Regions from separate parts of the Sus scrofa genome. Here all the other regions are linked to region 1. The links are chromatin contacts, called in public Hi-C maps. All regions are on one chromosome and are shown on one strand. The core of a region is the stretch at or near the end of the contact, and the rest is flanking DNA. Distances in the headings are between cores, read along the strand shown.

Region 1 (4,421 bases), core at 1,850-4,349:
ACCCCTGGCCTAGGGAGCCTCCATATGCCTCAGGTGCGGCCCTAGAAAAAGACAAAAAAAAAAAGAAGAAGGAACAAGAGCTCCTGCTGTGGTGAAACAGGACGGCAGCATGGTGCAGCACTGTGGGTTAAGAATCTGGTGTTGCCACAACTGCAGTTTAGGTTACAACCGAGGCTGGGATCTGATCCCTGTCTGGGAGCTCAATATGCCTAGAGGAGCCCACAGCAAAAAAAGGCAAAGAAAACCTGCCAGGGGAGACCTCACAAGGAGCTACGAGTCAGAAGTTAATCACCGAATGAAAGCTTGTTGTACCCACCAAAGTGAGCATGTGAAAATGTTTTTCAGTTTCATTAAAAGGTCATAGTGCATCAAAGTCTAACTGCAAATCATCACAAGGAACTCAAAGAGCAATTCAAGAGGGCTTTTCTGGAAGAGAGTAAATCAAAACATACCCTTATTATCCTGGCAGCCTCCAAAAGAATTCGGCAACGCTCCATGCCAGATTTCTGGCTCCATATTTTAAAGGCAGCCTTTGCATCTTGAACAGCCAAATTTACTTCCTTTTCTCCTGAACATGTGAAAGTAGCTATCACTCGACCTATAAATACATGGAAAGTCAGTGTCATCGCAAATTGTGACCACACATTTTAAATAAAACACGGTGTATCCAATTTTCCTTTTAATGATCCCCTTGTTTTTAAGTATAGTTTGATTTAGTGACCAACCTATACCAGTAGTTCTTAACTCTTATTTAAGGGTCACTACGCCTTTTAAGCGCCTAACAAAAGTTGCAGACTTCACAGAATTACAGAGATCTGGTTCCTTGCCTAGTACACCATGAACTTTGGAGTAAGAACCCCCACCCTGCTCTATTTTACACTTGGGTTTACTTACATTAACTTCCTTTCAAATATTTTGCAACACTGCTTAGCAATGTTTGGGAATCTGAAAGGGTTTGCAAAAGCAAAACTATACTCAGTCTCCTGGGTCATGAACTTTGATTTTTTTTCTTTTTTTGGTATTTTTAGGGCCTCACCCTCAGCATATGGAAGTTCCCAAGCTAGGGGTCAAATCAGAGCTGTAGTTGCCAGCCTAGGCCACAGCCACATCTGCCACCAACACCACAGCTCACAGCAACACTGGATCCTTAACCCACTGAGAGAGGCCAGGAATTGAACTGGAGTCCTTTTGGATACTAGTCGGGTTTGTTACCACTGAGCCACGATGGGAACTCCAAACTCTGATTTTAAATCACTGGTTTATGTTCTATACAAGTGATATAATACTACTGACACTTGACAAATATGGTTAATAAACAGAATATCAAGAAAAGATATTCCTAATAGAAGAAAACTCTCTCAAATACAGGGGAAAAAAGGTCTCTTCTTATTTCAATTGTATTCCCTATCCCGATTCGGGGCAAAATATGAAATGATCAGTTTTTCTAGACCCAAATCCCAAGGGTTGTGACTGACTCTACCAAAACGAATTCCCTAAGACGTCAAGTCAGCAGTTTCTTTTCCCCTCCCACAAGAAAACCTAGAACTCTGCTTTTTCCCAGAGATCTGACAAACCTGCAATTTGTTACAAATTTGAATAGCCAATTGGTAACGGCAGTGGCTAAAGATCTCACACAACTGTAGGGGATTAATATAAAGAGCAATTGTTCTTTCTTTTGCATCAACATGGAGGTGGGGGTCAAGAGGCTGTTTCCTCCTACCTAAAGGAGACCCTGATGATGTCTGCGACCCCTTCCTGCTGGCAAGTCAGCGCTCTGCGCTTCAGTGTAATTGGTCAAACCTAAATTCCCCAGGCCTTTGAAATCCAGTTTTAAATCTCTCTGGCTACATGCCATTCCGGTTTGCGCAAACATTTACATTTCTCTCCCCATAAATATTCCATAAAACCCAGCAAAACAAACACAAAACAAAACCTCTCATTTGCTTTGTGATCTGAGGCCTGGCACAGTGCTTGGCACACATTAATCACTGGATAGAAGCAAGATTTCGTCCCCTCTTCTCAGTTCCGATTTATGTTCAGAAACGTTTTAACACTAGGAGATGGCAACAAAGTCCTCAGTCTTGCTCATTAGAATCATTTGTGCGAGCACCTCCATTTTGGCACGTGTTTCTTTTCACCCCCGTCCTTCTAGAACTCCTCTACTAAGGGCACCGCGGAAGACAGAACTGCAGTCCCAGCTTTAAAGGGTAATAATTAACAAAGACACCACCTCACGCACCTTTGTGGGCTCTCTGTTCAGGCCGTTGTAAAATTACCCATGACCCCGCCGCGCAACTCACCAGCTTTTCCAGTTTCCTAGACTCCCTTCCTGTCCGGGTGCAGATGCACTCGTGTTTGCACAGCAGCGTTAGCTGCAGGCACACACATACAACTTTATACTCTACACCGTCAAGTGTCTGTGGTCAATAAACGTTTGCTGAACGCACCGAATGAAGGTTCAGGGCCTAGAACAGGCGCACCCCTCAGGCGGGGGAGCGTCAACCCCCGCCCGACCCTGCCCCTAACCCAGCCCGCATGGCGTCTGCAGCCTGGCCACCCAGGCCCTGGCAGCCTGATCTCCGTCCAGTTACCGGTTGCCGGCTCGAACGCCTTCTCGGTGCCGGAGGCGTCCACCGGATCCACGCGGGCCCCGCCGCGGTAATTAAGTGGCTGTGACACGATGAAGGTGCCAGTGCTCATCGCAGCGACCGGAGCAGGCCGGAGAGTGCGGAGAAGCGGAGAGAGAACGGCTAGGCCAGCTCGGAGAAACACGCGAGGGAGGCGTGGGCACCAGTTAAGGGGCCGAGGGGAGGGGCAGGGCTTTGGGGGCGGGACCGAGAGACGGAAGGGGCTAGGGGCGGGGCCGTGGGAGGGGCAGGCCGCTCGAGGGCAGAGCTCGCGGAGGGGGCTGAGGGGCGTGGCAGGGCTAGGACTAGAGTTACCCGGTCTCCTGGCAAGAGCCCGACCTTCCAGGGCGGAGTTTGGGAGGCTTTTGGGGACCTTCATTTGGGGCTCCTCCGTGGTGCAGGTCCGGTCCTCGCACAGCCGAAAGGATGCGTGACAACCAGAGCCTTACGCTCACTGACACATGCACAGACGCACGCGCGCTTTCTCTCCCTCGCTCACTTTCACTTTCTTCTTCCAGATCAGTATTTGGAACCAGAGTTTTCTGGTACATCACTGCATGTACTCATCCTTAAGATCCTACTCCTGATCCTTTCGACTAAAGAAAATGAAGAATTGGCGTGCTAGGAATTTTACTTTGGTTACTTCACTCTTAAGCCGCCATTTCTTTATATACATAATAGGACTTTTTAAAAGTTATTGTGAAAATGCAAACGAAGCATTCATTCAGGTTCCCTGCCTGGAATGTACATGATGTTCAGTAAATGATCTGAGCACTTATTATTTGCTAAGCATCGCTCTAAGGCTCCTTATGAATGTATTAAAATTACTTAATATTGTCTCTTTTTTTGTTGTTTTGTCTTTTGCCTTTTTGAGGGCAGCACCCACGGCATATGGAAGTTCCCAGGCTAGGGGTCTAAACGGAGCTGTTGCTGCTGGCCTACGCCAGAGCCACAGCAACATCTGATCCCAGCCGCACCTGCAAACCACACCACAGCTCACGGCAACACCGGATCCTTAACCCACTGAGCGAGGCCAGGGATGAACCCACAACCTTAAGGTTCCTAGTCAGATTCATTTAGGCTGAGCCTGTATGGGAACTCCTAAGTCTTTTTTTTTAAAAAGTTATGGTAAAGACCAAGGGAAGGACTGTCAAAGAAACATACAATATTGTCGTGTGAAACTGCTTTTTAAATTCTAAAAGAGCTGTGTGAATGCTATCGATGACAAATAGCACAAACAAAAACATAATAGTTTATAAAAACCAAAGGCCTCATGAGAAGGTATGAGGAAAAAAGACACTCTGTACAGCCACTTGGAGGGACTCGCAAGATCGTGTCAGCTAAGGGAGCTTACACAAAAGCAATCCTGTTCTTTCTTCAGACTGCACTCCCATGCATATGCTGCAAAGACTTCATGAACAGAAATTAATTGGCCATTTTTACATTCCATGATTTCCTGCAGGCATGTTTCTCTCCTAGGGGCTGCAGTCTTTCTCAATGTTCTTTTCTTTTCCTTTTATTTCCAACATGATATTAGGGAGGGTGATTTTCAGGTTTAAAATAGAAATAAATGACACTGGTCAGCTTTTCCAGAACCCTATGCCAATTTGTTAACCCTCTCAATGCTATGAGATTTGTAGGCCTTTGTCCTGTTGGGGAGATGGCTCAGATCTTCAGTGTCAGAAAATGAGACACGTGAACACGGGGAGATCTAGACAAGGTTCTCTACTTCTGCAGAAGGGTGCGGGTACTCAAAAAGCAGGGGCAAAGAGGAAAAGACCCTCCCTATTTATC
Region 2 (3,974 bases), core at 34-2,533, 180 kb after region 1:
GAAGGCCCCTGACCTTTACCCCCACAAGGCCCTCTGAGAGCGCCTGTCCTGGCCCAGCCAGGGGTCAGGGTGATGATGAGGGAGCCGATTTTGCGTCCCTGGAGTTTCCGGTTTGTGCCAAGACCTTGTTCTGACTCAGCCGTTGGCTGGCCCTGTTTCCTGACTCTGAGCAGGAGGATATTTCAGTGCAGTGAACTGGCTGGCCCCGAGTTGTCCTTGGCTCAGGGAGGGGTCCTGATCTGTTTAAGGTGATATCTTGCTGGAAGGCTCTTGGGAGCCGAGGCGGGCAATGTCTTCTGGTTTTGCGTGTTCCTAATTTCTGGGCAACATTCTGACTCACTTTCCGGCTCCTTTTCCAGGGTAGAAGCTGCAGGATGCCTCCTCCCTGTCGTCCCTGTTTGTCCCTCCCCACCCTGCCCCACCCCTACCTTCCCAGCTGCCCTGTCAGACTCTTCCCCTCCCCCCACTACCTAGGTCCAGCCTGCTCACCTGAGTTCACAGTTCCTGTCCTCCTTTCTAATGGTCTGTTCTAAAAAATCGGCTTTATTGAACACACCCTGTGCCAGCCACAGTGCTGAAGAGTTTTGTGTAAATCTCTGTCTTCCTGAGTGGCAGCTTTGTGAGAAACTTGCTCTTATGGTCTCTGCTTTACAGTTAAGGAAAATGAGATTGAAAGAGGTTAAGTAAATTGTCTTAGGCCACAGAGGTAGTAGGTAATGGGGTCAGGATTCAAATCGGGTCCTTTTTACCCCGGTCACTCTAGATGGTGGGGCCAGAAGGGGCTTTGGGTTTCAGAGCAGACGCAGGTGTGACTTACCTGCTCTACCTGCTTTCTCCCTGGCCTGTTCCCCGCTTCTGTGATGTGACATGTGACAGGTGACTTGGATCTGCAAGGCACAGGAGAGCTGCAGGCCTGGGCTGAGGGTAGTGGCAGAGCTGTGCAAAAGATGTGTGTGTGTGTGTGTGTGTGTGTGTGTGTGTGTGTGTGTCCCCTGGGGGAAGGGCGGAGGGTCCCATGATCCTGAAGCTGCCAGCAGGTGTGTGAGATATGTGAAACGAACCTGGCACCAGGCTTTTTTTGCAGGGCTTTTGAGTCAAAGCTGCCTGCGCGCACAGGCGCTTGTTTGCTTTTTCCCCAGCTCTGATACCCTTTTGGTCTGGCTTCCTTTTTTCTTTGGACTTTATCTGGAAATGTGTGAAGAGCTGGAGGCTACATGGACTGTGTGTTTTGGCGAGCTGAGCTTGTTGGCCCGCGTGCCCACGCTCCGAGGCTTGTTGGGTTGAGCCACGTGGCAGCTCTCAGGGCTCCTCCTTGGCCGAGCATCCCTGGCAGACAGCGGCGGCCGCAGCAGCAGGGCCCCGTGTCCAAATGCCCGAGAAGACCATTTCCTGGCTGGCCTGTGTGCACAGCCGGCAGGGTTTGAGGCAAATCCTGACGAATTAGGGACCAACCACTTTATTGCCAGGGCTCACGGGGGAAAAACTCCCTATGAATTGAGGAGCTGGTTGAGAAGTCTGGCGGCGGCGGCATTGTATTAGCCAGCTCTCTCTCGGCAGCGGGGTCTTCCTGACAGTTTTCCAACCATCTGCTCTTACAGGCTTCACGCTGGCTTGGATCCTAACCGCAGACTCTTCCTCTTTCCTGCCCCTGCCCACGTGCATGCGTTCCTCTGTGCGTGCCTGTATGCAAACACAGGGCTATTTAGACGTGGCTTTCCAGAAATCACTCATAAGTATTCCCTATGTTTGTTTACAGCAAATTGCATCCCACACGGAAACTTTTACCTGAGAAATGATACACAGGAGCAGAGGGGCCATCATAAGTGATTGTAGATGGATTTGATACCCTCTGGGAGTGGGAGGGAAAGATTTAACAGCCAAGAGTGAAAAACATTTGTAGGGAGGAGCTGTTTTGATTGGAGAAGTCAAACTCACTGCTGAGTTTGGGGGAAACTCAGTCCCAGGAAAGTTAGTAAACAGTGGCCAAATCAGGACTCCAGATCCTTTTCCATTTTTGACAAAAGGTCCTATTAAAAGCAGTGCTTGATGGGAGTTCCCACTGTGGTGCTGTGGGTTAAGGATCTGGCATTGTCTTTGTAGCGGCCGCAGTTTTGATTCCTGGCCCAGCACAGTGAGTTAAGGATCTGGTGTTGGAGTTCCTATTGTGGTGCAGTGGAAACGAATCCAGCTAGTATCCCTGAGAATGTGGGTTTGATCCCTGGCCTCGCTCGGTGGGTCCAGGACCCAGCACTGCTGTGAGCTATGGTATAGGTCGTGGCTGCAGCTTGGATTTGATCTCTGGCCCCAGGAACTTCTTTATGCCGCAGATGTGGGTCCCCCCCTCCCCCAAGCAGTGTTTGATGTAAGTCCCTGAAGAACACCCCCCAGGAGGAAGACTGTAGAGGAGGGTGAGTTTGGGTCCATCTGGGCTCCTTCACAGCTCTGGCCCAGTGTCTGTCTTATACCATGGTTTTCTCATCTTTCCCTGAGTGGTGTTCTCTTTGCAAACCTCTGTGCTTGAGGTGGACAGGAATGATGGACCACAGCCGGATCCCTCTGTCTACCTTCCAGCCCCCATAGGGGCTTGAATGTGGGTGGGAGCCTGGCAGGAAAAGGTGGCACATCAGCAGAAAGTCTCTGGCTTGAACACAGCTAAGTACAAGGAGACAGGGTCAAGGTGGGCAAAGCAGAAATCTCCTGGTAAAGGAGTCTCCTGACAACATGCCTTCTTTGCCAGGAAGCCCCACCGTCTTTCTGGGCCCAGTCTCCTTTCTGTTCTGAGCTTTCCAGGACTGTCCTGCCTTTCATTTTGTTTTATTTTATTTTATTTACTTATTTTTGCTGGTGTTGTTCACAATGAAGTTTTATTTGGGTCAAATGTTGCTTGAAACCAGAAGACTCTTGGCCTTGCCTGGACAACCTTTTGCTTTGGAGAACATTTTGTCATAGCTGAATCTCACTGTAGCAAGACGGGGAAAGGCCACTTGTTTTTCCCAAAGCTGCTGCCGACCGGCTCTTGGTCAAGTCTCTCAGGAGTCCAGCTTGTGAATCATGGAGCGTCAGTGTGGAGCCTCGTGAAGGGCGGACATGTGTTGACTCAGGCACTGTTTTCTTGATTCTTGTTTTTCCTTCTCTTCTAGTATTAAGGGACATCAGCGAAAGAGGGAGGGACCTTGAGCAGATTTTATCTCAGTACATTACGTTCGTCAAGCCTGCCTTTGAGGAATTCTGCTTGCCCGTGAGTTGTGTTCCTGTTTTTTTTCATTGAATTTAGACTTTACAATTTTAAGCATACAAATAAAGGTATATAAGTGGAGCTGCCCAGCTGGAATCTCCCTCCCTCCTCGCTCTGACTGCTCCTCTGTCCTCACATCCCAAGAAAGGGCAGCCTTGGGTGTCCTGCCAGTGTGTTCTCCAGGAGCACTGACCTACCACTCTTTTTCTCGGGGTAGCCCTTCAGGATCCTGCTGTCTGATTCCAACAAGCTGTACACGTCTTGCTTGGTGGGCTCACGGCGTGAGACCCTTTATGGAGGGTGTGTCTTATTTAAGAACAGACTCGGCCATTTGGATCTTCAGAAGGTCTGCAGTTAGGGTGGCGGTGCAGGGAGTCTGCAGCTACAGGGTGTTCCTTCTGAATCCCTTCTGCCACCATCTCTGCACCCTGTTTCGAGCTTGCCATTGGCCCCCGTGGAGGTCCCCATATGGGAGGTGTGCCGTGTTGGAACACAGGCTTCCATTCCTCTGCCCCAGCCTGGGCCCTCCCCGAGGCAACCGGGGAGCTCTCTAGCGAGGTGGCTCTCAGAGAAGGAGGGGCGGGATTGAGCCAAGCAGCCCTTAGCCTAGGAGGCACCCCAGCTTCCTGAGGAAAACAGGTCAGTGCCGAGGGAGGGCCTCCCAGGACAAGAGGTGTGGCCGCGGTGGTGGGGTGTAGGAGAGGAAGATGTGGGACAGAGCCCAGCTTTGGAAGAAGTA
Region 3 (3,791 bases), core at 303-2,802, 210 kb after region 1:
AGTGAATTTAGCTGTATATATCCTTTTAAAATTTTGAACATTTTTCTATTGCCTTTTTTTTAAAAAAAAAACTTCTCATTGTCTTTGATGTTCTGCAGTTTGCCATGAGGTGTTGAGATGAGGATCTATTTTTATTTTTCATACTTGTGCTTCCTGATTGGCAAGACCTCCGTGTGTCATATAGTCTGGAAAGTTTGTAGTTCTTTTCTTTTTTCTTTCTTTCTTTCTTTTTCTTTTTTTGTGTCTTTTTAGGCCGCACCCAAGGCATATGGAGGTTCCCAGGCCAGGAGTTGAATTGGAGCTGCAGCTGCCAGCCTACACCAACAGTTCAAGGCAACGCCAGATCCTAAACCTACTGAATGAGGCCAGGGATTGAACCTGTGTCCTCATGGATACTAGTTGGATTTGTTTCTGCTGAGCCACAGTGGGAACTCCTAAAAAGTTCATAGTTCTTATCTTTTCCTGGGTGCCGCCTCATTTTTCTCTCTATGGATCTGTAGTTACATGTATTAAGACCCTTTATTCTTTCCACTAAGCCTCTTACTCTCATTCTATTTTTCCGCTTTTTTTGGCTGCCCCATAGTATATGGAGTTTCCGGGTCAGGGCTCACATCTGAGCTGCAGTTGTGACCTATGCCACAGCTGTGGCGATGCTGGATCCCTAAACCACTGTGCTGGGCTGAGGATCAAACCTGCATCCTCAGTGCTCCAGAGATGCTGCCAATCCCATTGTGCCACAGTGAGAATTCCCATTTTTCCTTTTTTTAATTTATACTTTTGCAAAATTTATCTAATCTATTTTCAATTCATTTATTGGCTCTTTAGCCATGTTCAACCTGCTGTCTAAAACTTATCCACTGAGTTTTAATTTCATTGGCCAAATTTTTAGCTTTTAGAGAAATGATTTCATATTATTACAAATCTGCTTGTTCATTTTCTAGTGTCTTATCCTTATGTTTTCAACTTCTATTTGTGGCCCCTGTACATTAAAAATTTTTTTTTCTTATGTACTCAGCTACATATTAAGCAAAACATTTTTTTTGTATAAAATACTAGTATTTTATAGCAAGAGGGTTTTCTGCTTATCTGAGTTGCAACAGTGAAAAAAAAAATATCCCATTGGTTTTTTTCAAACTTATTTTCTCCAGAAAAATTCTGCTTTGCTGATAGGGACAAATGTTATGTGTAGTTCAAACACTTCCATTTTTCTAAGTATGTGAGTGTGCTGGGTTGCCTAGGGTATGGAGTGTTGTTACTTCAAATTAACCTGTGGGCTCTTCAAGTTCAGAAACTGTGAAATATGCTTTTCTTGTATCTTCACAGTCTCCTGCATAGTACTTGTCCACAAAATCGATGCCCAATAGTTGGCCATTTATTTAACTTTTGTTTTGGAGCCAGGCACAGTGCTAACATGAGATGTACACATATTTTTAAAGAGTGTCATGGAAATCTCTGAGTTCTTCACCGAGGAATGGGCTGTAGCTAGGTGTGGCTGTGCTGCCTGATTGGCTTGGGAAACTCAACTCCATCAGTGATCTGGTTCCTCTTAGAACTGGCCACTAGATGGCGTGAGTGAGCCATAGCACAGTCATGTCCTGCTTTAACCTTCAGGACAGCCGGAAGACTTTTACTTCAAAAACACTGAACACCTATACTGTGCCAAATACGGTGCCAAAGTTCCCCTGCCCTCAGGGGCCTCATAAATGGCCAGCTGCCACTCGTATATAGACAGTGTTTCTCTAAGGCAGAATGGTATGTGCACAGTGATTCAACTTCCTAGACCCTAGGAGTCCCAATAAGGAGGAAACTCTGACCTCCTCTGCTGGTCAGTCTGTGAGATGGAGCCCTCCTGGTCCGTGTCACCCCCTCCCAGTCTCACCCAACCTCTTCTTACAGGTGTTTCATGTGTATACATTGTATCATTCCCATCAAGTTTTCCTCCTAGGCCTAGTTTTGCAGTTGACTTGTTGTGAGACCCCGGATTAACTGTCTCTAAGCCTCAGTTTCATTTAGGGATCATAATATTGGTCCTTACCACCTCCCAGAACTGTGTCATATTTAAGTGAGGTGTTAATGGTTAAATGCTTTGAAAATTCCTAAGTGTTACAGACTTAGGAGGCATTAAAAGAATTGCTCATGTAAATTTTTCTGAAATTCCTTCAGGGAAGTTTAGGCCCATTTGGACTTTTGTGTGTGTGTGTGTGTGTGTGTGTGTGTGTGTGTCTTTTTAGGGCTGTACCCATGGTATGTGGAAGTTCCCAGGCTAAAGGTCCAGTTGGAGCTGTAACTGCCAGCCTATGCCACAGCCACAGGCAGAGAAATGCTGGATCTCAGCCACGTCTGCAACCTATACCATAACTCATGGCGACACCAGAACCTTAACCCACTGAGCAGGGCCAGGGATTGAACCCGTATCCTCATGGATACTAGTTGGGTTTGTTACTGCTGAACCAGGATGGAAATGCTCCCACTTGGACATTCGTTGAATGGATTAGAATGTAAGCTCTTCTGGGAGAGAAGATCCACTGCTGGTTGACATGTACCAGGCTGGTTCAGAGCCGAGGGTACGGCAGTGTCAGGGACCTGCTCTGCTGTTTCCTGGGCCTGATGCAGCCTGGCATCTGAGAAGGGGGGCCTCCTGTAGCAGGAGTCCCTGTCTTAAGCTGTGTGGGAAGGATATGCTCAGGCTTGGGAAAAGGGTGCTTTTCCTTCTCTGGGCAGGGGTCTTTAGGCAGGGCGGAGATGGAGTGTGTCGGTGGAGTTGGGCTGTAAGAGTGGAGTGTGACACTGTCCTAACCCTGGAACAAGCTCCCAAGGGAAAAAAACGCTGTCCCTTTTCAGGACCAAGGTGATAAAGGAACCTATGGCCAGTGGGGGTTTTCCCATCCCCACTCGCTGTTGAGGGAAGGGGACCAACTCCTCTGGCAGATGGGAGACTCCAGGTTGGTGGGAAGAGGGGAAGGGAGGACAGCCTGGAGACAGGTCCCCATGCTTGTCTTCTGCCACATGGAGGAACACCCTTGTGGGACTTTTTGGGTTTCTTTGCCACCAGAATCTATTTTAAAGACAATATGTTGAAGGGAAGTTCCTGTCATGGCTCAGCGGAAATGAATCCAACCAGGAACCTTGAGGTTGCAGGTTGGATCTCTGTCCTTGCTCAGTGGGTTAAAGATCCAGCATTGCCATGAGCTGTGGTGTAGGTCACAGACGTGGCTCGGATCCTGAGTTGCTGTGGCTCTGGTGTAGGCTGGCAGCAACAGCTCCCATTTGACCCCTAGCCTGGGAACATCCATATGCCAAGGGCACGGACCTATAAAGACAAAAAAAAAAAAAAAAAAAAAGACAATATATTGAAGTTCCTGTTGTGGTTCAGTGGGTTAAGAACCCAACAAAACATCCACGAAGAAGCAAGTTCGATCTCTGGCCTCACTCAGTGGGTTAAGAATCTGGCATTGCTGCAAGCTGTGGTGTAGATCACAGATGTGGCTCAGATATGGCACTGTTGTGGCTGTGGTGTAGGCTGGCAGCTGCAGCTCTGATTTGACCCCTAGCGCAGGGAACTTACATATGCTGCAGGTGTGGCTGTTAAAAAAAAAGTTAATCAACTTGATTACAATCAGTGTTTTAAAAACATCAGTTAAAGTGAGATTTCCATGCAGACATTTTGGTATGAGAGTGAATGAGTGTGTGTGTGTGTGTGTGTGTGTGTGCACGCACACTCGTGGTGGTGGTGGTGGTGGTGGGGCATGACTTTCTGTATCACACCATCTCCTAAGTGCTCCTTTCATTCT

What was found. A called contact is a pair of places that touch in the nucleus more often than the background predicts.
Region 2: a contact with region 1 is called in a Hi-C map of retroperitoneal adipose tissue, with 1.9 times the contacts expected there. The contact joins the enhancer-like site here to the promoter of ALDH9A1 in region 1. A contact is called at or near these places in 5 of 5 promoter capture datasets (fetal liver, fetal skeletal muscle, liver and 1 more), 29 of 47 Hi-C or Micro-C datasets (adipose tissue, alveolar macrophages, blood and 16 more) and 2 of 2 datasets of contacts at active chromatin or transcription factors (alveolar macrophages and skeletal muscle).
Region 3: a contact with region 1 is called in a Hi-C map of embryonic fibroblasts, with 3 times the contacts expected there. The contact joins the enhancer-like site here to the promoter of ALDH9A1 in region 1. A contact is called at or near these places in 3 of 5 promoter capture datasets (fetal liver, fetal skeletal muscle and liver), 28 of 47 Hi-C or Micro-C datasets (adipose tissue, alveolar macrophages, blood and 15 more) and 2 of 2 datasets of contacts at active chromatin or transcription factors (alveolar macrophages and skeletal muscle).

The regions. Positions count from the first base shown.
Region 1 is chr4:85,028,592-85,033,012 of Sscrofa11.1, reverse strand. It overlaps ALDH9A1 (4-trimethylaminobutyraldehyde dehydrogenase), which reads right to left and starts at 3,099. Exons shown (of 11, transcript XM_021089487.1): 1 at 2,943-3,099; 2 at 453-598. The coding sequence starts at 3,006.
Region 2 is chr4:84,845,735-84,849,708 of Sscrofa11.1, reverse strand. UCK2 (uridine-cytidine kinase 2) reads left to right here. Exons shown (of 7, transcript XM_021089486.1): 5 at 3,141-3,238. Among named protein-coding and RNA genes, the nearest start is that of UCK2, 72 kb to the left of the region's middle. Within about 2 kb of position 1,283, at least 26 of the 83 cell types and tissues checked have an H3K27ac peak or open chromatin away from gene starts, as enhancers often do. A contact at or near this core is called in adipose tissue, mesenteric adipose tissue, omental adipose tissue and 3 more, where this site is marked.
Region 3 is chr4:84,822,467-84,826,257 of Sscrofa11.1, reverse strand. No RefSeq gene overlaps it. Among named protein-coding and RNA genes, the nearest start is that of UCK2, 95 kb to the left of the region's middle. Within about 2 kb of position 1,552, at least 5 of the 83 cell types and tissues checked have an H3K27ac peak or open chromatin away from gene starts, as enhancers often do. A contact at or near this core is called in embryonic fibroblasts, where this site is marked.